Regions from separate parts of the Rattus norvegicus genome. Here region 2 is linked to region 1. The links are chromatin contacts, called in public Hi-C maps. All regions are on one chromosome and are shown on one strand. The core of a region is the stretch at or near the end of the contact, and the rest is flanking DNA. Distances in the headings are between cores, read along the strand shown.

Region 1 (6,208 bases), core at 2,285-4,784:
TTCATCATGATTCACAGAGTTCTAGAAACTGGGCTTGAGCAATACTGGATTGGGTTACCTGTCTTTGCGCTACAAGGCATGCAGGATCCCATGGGTCCATAAAGCAATACAGGTTATTGTCACTGGAATTAGGACCCTATTGCTAAAGATACCACATTCTTAACCCGTGTAGGACATAGAGAAACCAAGCTGGTATTGACCTGGAAGTTTCATCTCCACTGGCTAGCTTTCATAGTGCAGGATGGTGCTATGTAGGCTGCTGGGAGAGAAAAATGAACACTTTACCCAGTTGTGAACCCTGCTAGCTACAACAACCAATGGACTGCAGGTCTATGGCCACTGGTGTAATAGTGTCATCAGTGTTTTGGGAGTATGCAGTTGTTTTCTATTGGATCTAAGGCCCACCCTACAAGACAGAATTCATGCTGTGTTGCTAACTGGGCCAAGAAGACATGCTGGGTAGGTCATAGACCCTCTAGGAGAGAACCTACTATTTCTTTGCTAAATGGACATAGTATCAAACTGCCTTCTAAATACTTAGCTTTGTACCCATTGAATAGCACAGCTCCCAATCCTCCCAATAAGCAGAGAAGCTTATTTCTGTAGTAGAGGGCAATTAATATGGAGACTCACAACTGGTGAGTAGAGAATACGAAACTGTAGAGTGTTCAATGCTAATGGCACATCTATATCACAACCCTTCCTTTTAAGACTCAAGAGAACACTACAGAAGAGGAGGCAGAAAGACTCTAAGAACCAGAAGTTGTGGAGTGCTGCAAAAAAGTATTTTCTGGATATGACAGGGATGGTGTACTTAAGAATTCACAGTGGCTGTGCTGAGGCTGTGTGCTCAATATCTGCACAAGATCAAGTTAGCCAAAATTCTAGAATGAATGGAGAAGAGATCATTTTGCTGAGGAGCCACTGGATGCTGGAGGAGAGTCAGTCTGTTTTGTTCTGGTTTGTACAGTACCTAGTAAGTTATCCATGCTCTAGAAGGTGGATACACTCACATAAATACTGGCAACATTAAATGGATTCAATATGTTAAAAAGAAAAACAGTATATGAACTTGGGAGGGACAAATGGTGGTGCAGAACAGGAGGAACCAGAGGGGAGGAGTAAATTTGACCAACATACACACATGCACGTGCATATGCAGGAATGCACATATGCAATTCTCAATAAAATAAAAAGAGCCCAAATAGAGAGAACTGACTCCTCTAAGTTATTCAATACCCTCCACAAAAGGGCTGTGATACATTTATGTGTGTGCACATCCTCACACAAATAAATATTACATTTTTAAAAATAAAATGATCATTGTTAATAAACAGGCTGTTGAACTGGCTCAGGGGTGAAGGTGCTTACACACCGATCTGGTGACTTATGACCTGAGTTTGTTGTTCAGAAAACATGGAAAGGCATCAACTCCAAAAAGCTGACTATTGACTTCCACATACATGTGGTGCCAACTGTGCCTACGTGCACACATCACAGTTACACGAAGGACAATTTTTTAAAAGGTGACCGACAGATGTAATAACACAGGTTTTTGTGTTTTGTTTTGTTTACCCTATCAGGTAGGAATATATTTTGCTTCAGGGGGTAGGAAGAAAAGACACTGTTTAATTTTTAAGCACATTCTGTTGGGCTTGCTTGTTATATACTGACAGGGCATGAAACATTTTTCCATCTTTTCGAAAGTCTTCCTGGTTTAAATAATAGTTTGAGACTTGGCTGAGGTGGAGCTCCACTGTGTAACCTATCACCATTCTCTATTTGAAGCACAGCTGTGAAGCCGATCTTTGGGCTTGAAGTTAGGACTGACAGAGTATGTGAACTATGCATTATTTCCAGTGACCTGAAATGACAAGAATGATCTAATACAAAACCAAACCATAAAGGTCTACATTGTATACAGGCTGCTTCAAAAGACACAATCAGATTCACGACATACCCAGTTTATAAAAGACTTCAAGCTGGGTGTAGTGATGCAGGCTGATTGCTACAAATTCAAGATCATAGTTTGAGGTCAAAATGGGCCACATGGCAAGATCCTATCTCAAATGCACACACATCTGTGGGTTCTACTCTTCTTGCATTTATTACAGCCAACCTAAGGGAACAGTTCTCAAACTTCTTGGCAGTGTTCCTGCACAAAACTGTGACGGCTAGCTTCCAGGGATCTGAACCTCTAACCTAAGATACTATTCAATAGAATTTTTTGCTATTTGCATTTTTACCTTTAAAGTGAGTAAGCTGGGGAGATGAATAGCTTAGTGGTAGAACTACACTGCGATTACAATGCAGGATGCCTGATTACCACCATCTCCCCCCCCCCCCGAATATGCAAACAAAATTAACATGTGTCATAGGAGCCACTGTAAACGTATCTGCTCTTCTAAAAGGGGCAGGTAACATTTTTAGCAATAAATAAAATGAATGTTCCTGATGGGACTCTGGTTTATCCCATGGCTCTGCATATACCATGTACCTGCCACCAACCAGCATATGAAAACCAGAAACAAACACGGTTAATCATCCAGCTATTGAAAAGGGCTGCTTAAACCGTAACTATTGACATTAAAAATCCTGCCTATTTACTTTAAAATTCGATAACCCTAACCCTCACCGATTCCAAATTAGAATCTCATGGTGCTTTAAAAATGTGTTTCAGTTCCATTACTAAATTCCTAAATCTTTGCCAGTTCAAAATTTTTATCTTGATTCCTTTTGTAAGTACCATCACATCGTTGATAGCAGTCGAGATGCATCTCGCGTTTTAAATGTTTTGCCTCTGAGTGATTCTTCATGTTTTGTCTATCCACCCTGCCAATGTACTATTTTCCAATGGGCAGGGCTTCATCCATCCCTCAAGGGGCTACACTCCATCCTGGCTGAATGCTACAACAAAGGCGAGCAGCATCGTAACCAGGGGTCCCGAGTGCCTCTATCGGGCGCCCAGGCAGAACCGACGCTTTGGATCACTGGGAGCTTGGGAGCGAAACGCCAGCGCCTCATCAAGGCAAACAGTCCTAATTACAGTGTCGCCTGCACCCCATCATTAGCCCCCACAGGGCAGGTTTCCTCTCGGACAGCAGCCAACATCTCAGGCCGGACAAGTTCCTCCTGGACCCTGGGCCCAGACTGCTTGAGCCCGGCCGCTCCCTGCTGACCCTGACCCGGCCGCGGGTGTAGAAGCGGCCGTACCGGCTCCTCAGCTCCGCCCGTCCCAAGCCCCGGATGTGACGGCAGGTCGCCCCGGGTGCTCGTCCCCCGGGACGAGCACCGATGTCCACGAAAGGTTGAGGAGTTTTCCCACCGGCCCGCTGCCCACCACGTACCCAAGTGAGCAGGCTCTCGCACAGCTCCACCCGCTCCACAGACTCCACGTTAAACATCTTCCTGAGGTGGCCGCAGGCGTCTCCTCAACCAACCAGAAGCCGCGGCCGCTCGGCTCGGGGTTGAGTCCGAAGGGTCAGGCAGCCGACCGGCGTCTGGCGAACCTTCTCTTCCGTCCGGCCGCTCCCGGGGCGCGGACGCTGGCAAAGGCTCCGCACTGTCACCAGCCCCTCCTTCCCTCGCCCGGGGCCGCGCGCTCCCTGCGCGCACCCGGCGCCGCCAGCCCACGCCCTCCTGCGCGAGCGCTGCGTAGCGCGAGCCGAGGCCCGAGTGCCACTGCGCACGCTCGCGCTCGCGCTCGCTCGGCCCCGCCCCCGGAGGCGCGCTCCCGGCACCAGTCCACTGCCCGTGGGCGCGCGCCCCAGCCGGGCTCTGCGGTGGTGGCCCGTGTTTCTCTCCAGTCGGCTCGCCCTCGCTGAGGCTCCGCACTGCGCGTGCGCCGACGCCGGCGCTCTCGCTTTAGAAGCCGCCTGTAGTTGCACCGGGAGTAGTAGCTAGGTAGTCCCCGGAAATGAACTCTATTCTGTCACACGGACTGGCACGGTAGTTCCTCTGCCGCGACGAGGTACGCGCCCCCCTCTCGGGCCGCGGGCGTGTGCCAAGCCACGCCCCCGCACGGGCCCGCGGAGGGCCGGGACGGCGGGACTTGGCGCGGTGGGGAGCTGCGGGACCGCGCGAGGGTGGGCTCCGCGCGCCGCTTGCCTCCGGAAGCCTAGGCTCAGCCCTGAATCGCCCGAGCCGGCCCAGAGTCTCTGGACGAAGGTGGAACGGCTGACGTGGGCGCGTCTCGGTGGCTGTGGGCCGGTTTGGCCGGGCCGTGGAGAGCCCGGCGTTCCTCCTTGGAGCCCCCTTCTCCCACAAAACTTTACCCGAAGTGAGAGAGGGTGGACGCCAGTTCACCAGTGCGTAAGGACCCCTACTGTTCCTAAGGCCTGTTTCTTGTGTTGGGAGTTGGCTCCATTGAGGTGCATCCTTGTCCGACTTTTGATTTTTTTTTATACAGGCACTGTAGGGTTTCATATACGTTTTTAAGTTGTGTGCAGAGCAGTGCGTAGGAGTACATGTTTGAGGAATATTAATAAAATGAATTGCCACATTCCCAAGAGTTCTTCCATCCATACCATTTCTAGCCTAATTTTTGTGACAGGCACTTCATTGCCTTCCCTTTTCACTTTTTTACCAGATGAGTATGCATGTGGTATATTTTTCCTTTGTTCGATTTTGAACTTTTATGAGTGGATATGTATTGTGGTTTTGGCTTTTAAATAATATTAAATTATCTGCAAAAATCCCATGATTGTCTAGTATCCCATTGTGTGAATACAGCCTTGTCCCCGTTCTACTATTGATGTACACTTTGTTCCAGTTTAGGGCGTCTCAGAATAATGCTATAATAAACATTCTTCTACCTGGACCTTAATGCAAAGATATTGGCGTTTCCAAGACACCAAGATACAAGATATATGCTTTGGAGCCCTAGGAGAATTGTGGATTCAAAGGTATGCATAACTACCAGATCATGCAGATTTTGCTTAGGAGTGCTTGGGAAGTTAACTTCCCAGGACACACTGTCACTTTTTTTGCAGTTCCCGGAGATGTCTCCTTTCCCATTAGAAGTTGGTTTCCTCCTTGAGCTTTTAGAACTTCCAAAAAGCATTGAGTTTTTTGTTTTGTTTTCCTTGCTTGGTTTTTATGTAGCCCTAGCTGCCAGGCAGACTTCAAACTTCCTGCCTCTATCTCTGGGATCAAAGGCTTCCCACCGCTGGCGGCACTGAGTTTTTAAAGAATCTTTTTATCGACTACTGCGTGATGATCACATGTAATCGATCATCTTATAGATTTAAAAAATCTTGGGCTGACAATGTAGTGCTAATTTCACTACCCTAGCAAACATCAGGGCCTGAGTTCAATCTTTGGTGCCAAAAATAAACAAACAAATAAATAATAAATCTTGTCTGAAGCCTTTTCAAAGATTTTTCTCACAGTCTTCTTAACAGGAGCGGAAATACCTTTAGAAATCCTAACTTTGATTCTCCTGTACTTACGGCATCTATGTGGGTGCCTCTGGATCTTTGTCAGACTAGAGGTCCAGCATTCCATGTTAAAATGTTTCTGTAGAACCGGTGTCACCTTTCAGTGACTAAGTCTTGAAAGCTGTGACACAGTTGATTTACAGTATGTCCTTTCAAATCTGTGAGTCCACGGCGCTTTTAGGCCTCAGTATTACTGGTTCAGTTTGTGCTTCCAACTACTATTTGGGGCAGAAATGATATTAAGAACTCCTTGAAAGTGATTACAGAAGCCATCTGACCATCAGGATGCTACAGGAACCTGGTAGGGGAAACCTTTGTTATGGGAAACCCTGGTATTCCTACTTGGAAAGGGTAGCCCCTTCCATGACAGTGTTAGAAAAAGACCCAAGAGAGGGGAGTTGGGACTTTCGGGAGCTGTCGTTGTAGGCCTTGCTCAGGTGGAGGTTAGTTCTCAGCCACAGCAGCCTATGAGTTCAGGGGAAGAGGGAGCTATTCCATATGACGGATTTTGGATTTGCTTATGAGCACACAGAAACAGATGAGCATGTTTTGTCACTCCAAAATTAGACATTATTGAATAACAATAAATATACAAAGTCCAGTGATATTTGTTATATAATCCTCCCTACTTTGATAATCTGACTGAGGCCAAAGTAGGTTCTTTTATTCCAGTCTTCATTAGTAACATTAACTCTCCTATGATACATCACAAGGTACAGGTAACACACTCTCTCTCTCTCTCTCTCTCTGTGTGTGTGTGTGTGTGTGTG
Region 2 (6,248 bases), core at 1,144-3,643, 43 kb before region 1:
ATGTACTCTGAAAACAAGAATAACCTGGGATGTCACTGTCCAGGTTAACAGATTGCCAAGAAGCTGAAGGCTAGTGCTTTATAAATTATCACAATCAGTTTTCCGTTTTGAGAATCCCCTTCTCATGGCTTCTCTGCCCCAAATATGTGCCATAGGTAGGCAAAGACTGAAAACCAAATTTTAACTTTGTTCCAAAGTCTTGTCTGACATTTATTCATTTGCTTGAATCTGGATCTTGTTAGCTCCCCCCAATGCACTTTGAATCCTAAATCAGCCTTGAACTTGTGACCTTCCTGTCTTAACCCTTCAGGGTGTCCTCTGAGTTACTACCACACTTGGCTCTGCTCACTGTCTGCTGTTAACGCTGAGGTATAGGTGAAGGTCGGGGAACACAGCTTCAGCACCCGTACATACCAGACTGAATCAGCGAAATAGTGAGACCCAAAAATAACGGCAAAAAGAACCTCATCACTTTTCAGCACTCTAAAGCTATCCTTTAGATGCTTCTTAGTTACAGGGTAAAAATATTCTGGTTTTATCCTTACATGATCAAAGCACTAAGTTGTATAAATTCTTACCTTAATTTTGTTTACTATATAGAACATAAATAACTAAAATGAATTTAAGATACACACTGAACCTGTAATCGAATAACTATATAGTTCCAGGCTTTAAAATACTGTCCTACATCGCTACATGGGAAGCAGAAAGCCCACCAGCTTCATGCTCACCACTCCCAAGCTAGGAGGGTCTCAGCCAAGAGTAAAGTCAGATTGGAAGCAGTGTCTGTTTCCTCTGACAAGGCCCTGCTATAGTTTTCATCTTTTCCAAACACAACAATTGATGACAGAAGTGACTTAATGGCAGGTACCTGTAGTGTTGTACTTATGAATGTATATGCATTGTCATTAGATTCATCTACTGGATTCTTCTGCCCAGCAGATAACATGGGTGTGTGTGTGTGTGTGTTGTTTTAAATATTTTAACGCCACCATTGTGATATTATGACATCAAAAACAAGAGCCAGCACATCTAGGATGATTGACAAGTCCTCAAAATTAAAGCGTATGAATGAGCATGGAAGAGAAGAAGCAGTGGCGTTGCTATGGGGAGGGAGGCTTATGGCAACTACTAGAAATGAAGGAGGTAACAGCAAAAGAGGTCAGGACATTAGTAGGTACGAGAGGGGAAGCGTTAGTTAAGAAGCGGTGTTGCCACGTCAAGGCCCTTCCCCGCGAACACCGTAAAGTACTAAAGGAGAAAATGGTGATGACAGCTAAATTAACGTGTACTACTTTCAAACCGTAAAGTTAAAAATTCAATTATGTGGGATTATTTGGTACACACCCATGAAGCAATGCTGGAGAATGAACCACACTACGTTAAGGGAGTTTGCCCTCAATTTTATCTGTTCAAAATGTTTAGTATAGTTTAATATGAAGAATACAAAGCTTAAAGGGTGAAGAAATAATTTTTTTTCTATATCTAGCCCATTCATCACAAGGAAGGTAAATCCCATACTATCTATAAGTCTCAGCCTTCTAATCTATAACAGGTATTTTTTGTTCTGTTACTGCTTAATAGAATAGTAGACTGAAGGCAGACACCATGGTGTTGCCTGATAGGATGGTGAGATGGCCAGTGAGTAAAGGTGCTTTCCAACAAGCCCGATGACTGGATTTTGATCCCAGGATCCTCTGACTTCCCGAGTTGTCCACTGAGATCTCCACATGCACTTTGCAGCATGTGTTGTGGCCCCCGCCCCCTGCCCCTGCCAAAAACCCTACAGTCTTCCCTCACTTCTGCTAGCAAACCCAGAACACAAGGGTTAGCAATGTTATTGTCAGTGTGCCTTCTACTATTAATCTCTGCCTTTTAAATCTTACCCCTACTTTATTTGCCCCAATTAGAGGTCAGCAAAGACAAATGAATGCACAATTAGGCTCTCACCAATTGCTTTTAACTTCTTCCAACTTAGAAGAATGGCTGAACAGAGAGCAAATGTAAAACACAGTTTCACTTAGTCTTTACAGTGAAGACACTTTGGGGATAAGGACAAAGGCAGAGCATACCTCATCCACAGGTAGGTAGGTAGGAAGCACTGAAGCACTTCAGAGCCTCCTAATCTATCGACCCATAGTGCACATTCACAGCGACAGTTAATGATTAACAATTTAGAAACTTGATTACATGATTCTTAACTCTACTGTATTCCTGAAACCAGATGATACCCCAAATGTGGGTAAATGAGAGATTAAAAAGCCTGTTCAACTGGAAGCTTCCTTCTTCTTTACCAGCTAGCATTTATAATGCTGGAATGTGCTGTACAGTGCACTATGGGATATTAGTCACCAACTGTTTACCCAGCTGTGAACTCTGCTAAAAGTATCAGCTTGCTAGACAAGATGTGACCACAGTGCAGTAGTGGCCAGAGTGTTACTGGAGTAATCAATCACTTTCTACCTGGATTTTAGACCTGCTCCACAGGAAAAAATCATACTTGGTATTATAAATCTGGTCAAAAGGGAGGTCATCTAGTCCTTGGATGGAGGGACTTTACTACTGTTGTTTTGTTATGTAGTCTTCTAAATCTTCATCCTTATACATATAGATTAGTGCTGTTCTCATTCTTGGTCACAACAGTTTCTGTTTTCAGTGGGCAATGATTAACACAGAGACTCATAACTGGTGACTGATGAGTGAGTGCTCAGTCCTAAAATGAGGCTGGCATGACCCCTCCAAGGCTCCAGGAACCCTGTGGAAGAGGGGGCAAGAAAGAATGTAAGCACTAGACGGTGGGAAGGGGCGCTGTGATGTGCTCTTTTCTGGACACAGCACAGCTAGCGTACCATGAACCAATGATGGCTTTGGGGTGATCGATGTGCCATCATCAGAAAAAAAATTTTTTTAAAGAAATATAGACAGTTTAAGAAAAGTAAAGCAATCTAAAGAGTGGGAGTCAGCTAGTGAGCTGAGGGAAAAGTCCCAAAAGTCTAAACTTATTCAGTATTAGAATATGAAAAAAGTACAAAACCAAATAAATGTAAACTTGTTTTTCATTACGAGATGTGGAAGAAAATAGTGTGAATAGGGGTTGGGGACCTTTGAACTAAAAAATAAAAATAAATAAATAAAAGATAAGAACTGAACTTCAAGTTAAAATAATTGCAGAATACTATTTATAATTTTGAATAGTCTTTCATTTCCTATTCTCTTGCAATACTTCTCTCAATTCTCTCTTTACCAGACTATAACTACAGTTTTGAGGGGATATAACTTGAGTCTTTCTTACTCTGAGTAAGTCTTAACTCACTGTCCTTCCCAGCTTTACTTGAATAACTTCCCTACACCACGTCTAGACTCTCCCACTCCATCCCACCTTTGGAGCACTCACCGTAACTCTGTAATTACTTGTGCTACGGGGTAATGCTGCTTTTCCTCCTCCATTCAAGTCCTATGAAAGCAAGCTTTGTGTCTGTTTTGTCTGGTTCTGTGGCTCTCATCCATAATGTATCAGATTAATAAGTATCTATCACCCAAATGACAGATGGGAATGGCTGTACCTCGTGTAACCCCAGAACTGGGGGCAAAGACAAGCAGATTTCAGGAGTTCACTAGCCACCCATAGCCCAGATAGGGAGTCAAGTTTACAGGCCACAAAGAATGAAGTGGAGGATGGGGAGGATGACAGCCAATGTCCTTTTCTGGCTCTGTGTGCATATGCTGAGAGGCACACACCCATGTGCATGTGCACACATAAATATATGGAAGCACCCCCTCAAAGCAAAAATAATTTATCTACTTTATGTACAGTAAGTCTGAATATATTTTGAAGGGGTGATCCCCATATAAATAAGTCATATTTTACAAAAGAGTTTAAAAAAACCTAAAAATTAAAAAAAAATATTACCTCCATATCAAAGCTGGTCTTCAAGTAACTTCAACAATGCCACAAATATGTGACCTTGGAGTCATAAAAACACTGTACTTTTTCTAATATCTGCACACTTACTAATTTATCTAAGTCTAATTAGAAGTTTTACCAATTTATAGTTGATATGAATAAGTATAGTTGATAGAATAAGTATGACTCACCCCATAAATGCCACCTAAGAAGTGACATTTTAAAGTGGAAAAATTCGTTTTCTCCAATGGTCTCACTGGGTATATTAAAGCATACCAAAAGGCAGGCCCCATGCCCAACACTAGATAGCTAATATAAAATGAACTCAATGATATTGGTGTAGACCTCTTGCCTCATTGCTTTTTGGGACAAATTTTTTCGTCTTACTTGGTTTTTTTCCCTGTATGTTATGGCTGTTCATCTTATATCTATGAATTTCAGTTGTGTGTTTCTTGTTTTTATTTTTTTTATTCTTTTTTTTTTTTTTTTGCTTTTATGGAAAGAAAGAAAGGAGGAGTTGGGTGAAGAGATGAGGAGATGAGAGGAGTTGGGAGAGAAGAAATCATGATCAAAAATATATGAAAAAATTTTTTGATAAAATAAATTGTGGATATGGTAAGTATGGCACATGCCTATATCCCAATACTCAGGATGCAAAGGCAGGCAGATTTCTGTGAGCTTCAGGCTAACATGGCCTACATAGCAAGTTCCAAGTCAGCCAGGGCTCATAGAGAGACCCTGCCCTAAAAAAAAAAAAAAATCAAATATCAAAAAACCAAAAACCAATTTGTGGCTCTAAGAACATGCAAAAGATAAATGAAATAGAATTATTGTTTAAAACACTAATAAACATAAAAATCACATTTTCTTGAAATTAAAATGGTTGGAAACACTATTTTGTGTAAGATCATGTGCTGTCTTACTTGTTGTATCACTTAGATCCCTAATGATCTTGTGAGGCAGGTACTAAGTCTACTAAACCTACATTTACAGAGAAACTGCACTACAAAGATAAGATTCACCCAGCAACTATTCATCGTTTGTAAGAGTGCAACTGGATCTGAACATTGGCTGACTGGGCACTGCAGCCTGTGCTCTTATTCTAAAGCACAGAAATATTTTCTAAGCTATCATCGTATAAACTACATTAATAAGTATTTTAATAATAACCATAAGGTTCAGCACAGCCAAGGTAGTTAACATGCATTAGAAAGAGTATCCTCAGGGTGGGGTACAGCACAATTCAATAGAACAGTGCATGCTTACTATGACCATGGCACCAGGTTCCACAGCATGTAAAACAGGAACATAACACAATATAAAAACTGCTCAGTTATACAGTCTTACAGAAAGGGAAGGAATTTGACCATAATCAAAATTAGACTACCTTTTAGAACTCATTTAAATCTGAAGGTAAATTACCAGCAAAACTATAGATGATGGGGAAGATGGGTAGCCATGGAAAGATGCTATTTATCCTGGGGCTTTATGTATGAAGTACACAACATATATCACAGTCATTAGTTACCTTGCTTCTGTTCACAGTTCACAGCACAGCCTAGAATGAGCTGGAGCATCCTCCCGAGCTCTGCTGCATCCGAATGCTCCCCAATAAGGTTCACATCAGGAAGGGTAAAATCATTAATCTGCTGCCCTAAAATCTGAATGGAGACAAGCAGATTATAATCACAGTCATGTTTATAGAGCTAAATAAAATATTTAATAGAGATCAATTAGCTATCACCAAGAACTCAGTATCAAGGCCAGAGATGTTCTATCAACCTCACTCCCAATTTCTAATCTCTCACACATCTAAGTTACAACTATCACATATCACGGCCACTTAGTCCCTAATCTGGTATGTGATATATACACTGAACAAAAATCCGTGTACTATCGATCCTTCTGCTTGCTGTTCTAAGAAAGCTTGGATGCTTGGTCTCTGATGAATTACAACCAGAACAGTCTAAACTAAAGGACATCCAAACAGCTGGGATCAAAGAGGAATTCACACTAGCAACATAATCTTCTCCCTTGCTACCTTCACTTTGTCTCTAAAGGCAAAGGACATAATCAATAAGACAATTCGACATTCTACAGATGGGGAAAAAAATCTTCACTAACCCCACATCTGATAGAGGGCTAATATCCAAAATACATAAAGAACTCAAGAAGCTTACCACCAAAAAACAAAAAAAAACAAAAAAAAAAACAAACAAACAACCCAATCAAAAAATGGGGTATAGAACTACACCGAGAGTTCACAATAGAGGAATCTCAAATGGCTGAGAAGCACCTAAAGAAATGTTCAAAGTCCTTAGTGATCAGAGAAATGCAAATCAAA

Evidence for each region. Hi-C and Micro-C count contacts between places; a contact is called where the count stands out from the background.
Region 2: a contact with region 1 is called in a Hi-C map of liver, with 1.8 times the contacts expected there. The contact joins the enhancer-like site here to the promoter of Hook3 in region 1. A contact is called at or near these places in 5 of 12 Hi-C or Micro-C datasets (the A7r5 cell line, Schwann cells, kidney and 1 more).

The regions. Positions count from the first base shown.
Region 1 is chr16:72,654,423-72,660,630 of GRCr8, reverse strand. It overlaps Hook3 (hook microtubule-tethering protein 3), which reads right to left and starts at 3,534. Exons shown (of 22, transcript NM_001136098.1): 1 at 3,348-3,534. The coding sequence starts at 3,404. Rnf170 (ring finger protein 170) reads left to right here and starts at 3,803. Exons shown (of 8, transcript NM_001399260.1): 1 at 3,803-3,970; 2 at 4,772-4,904.
Region 2 is chr16:72,696,321-72,702,568 of GRCr8, reverse strand. It overlaps Hook3 (hook microtubule-tethering protein 3), which reads right to left. Exons shown (of 22, transcript NM_001136098.1): 5 at 5,433-5,565; 6 at 1-7. Among named protein-coding and RNA genes, the nearest start is that of Hook3, 42 kb to the right of the region's middle. Within about 2 kb of position 2,393, at least 2 of the 93 cell types and tissues checked have an H3K27ac peak or open chromatin away from gene starts, as enhancers often do. A contact at or near this core is called in liver, where this site is marked.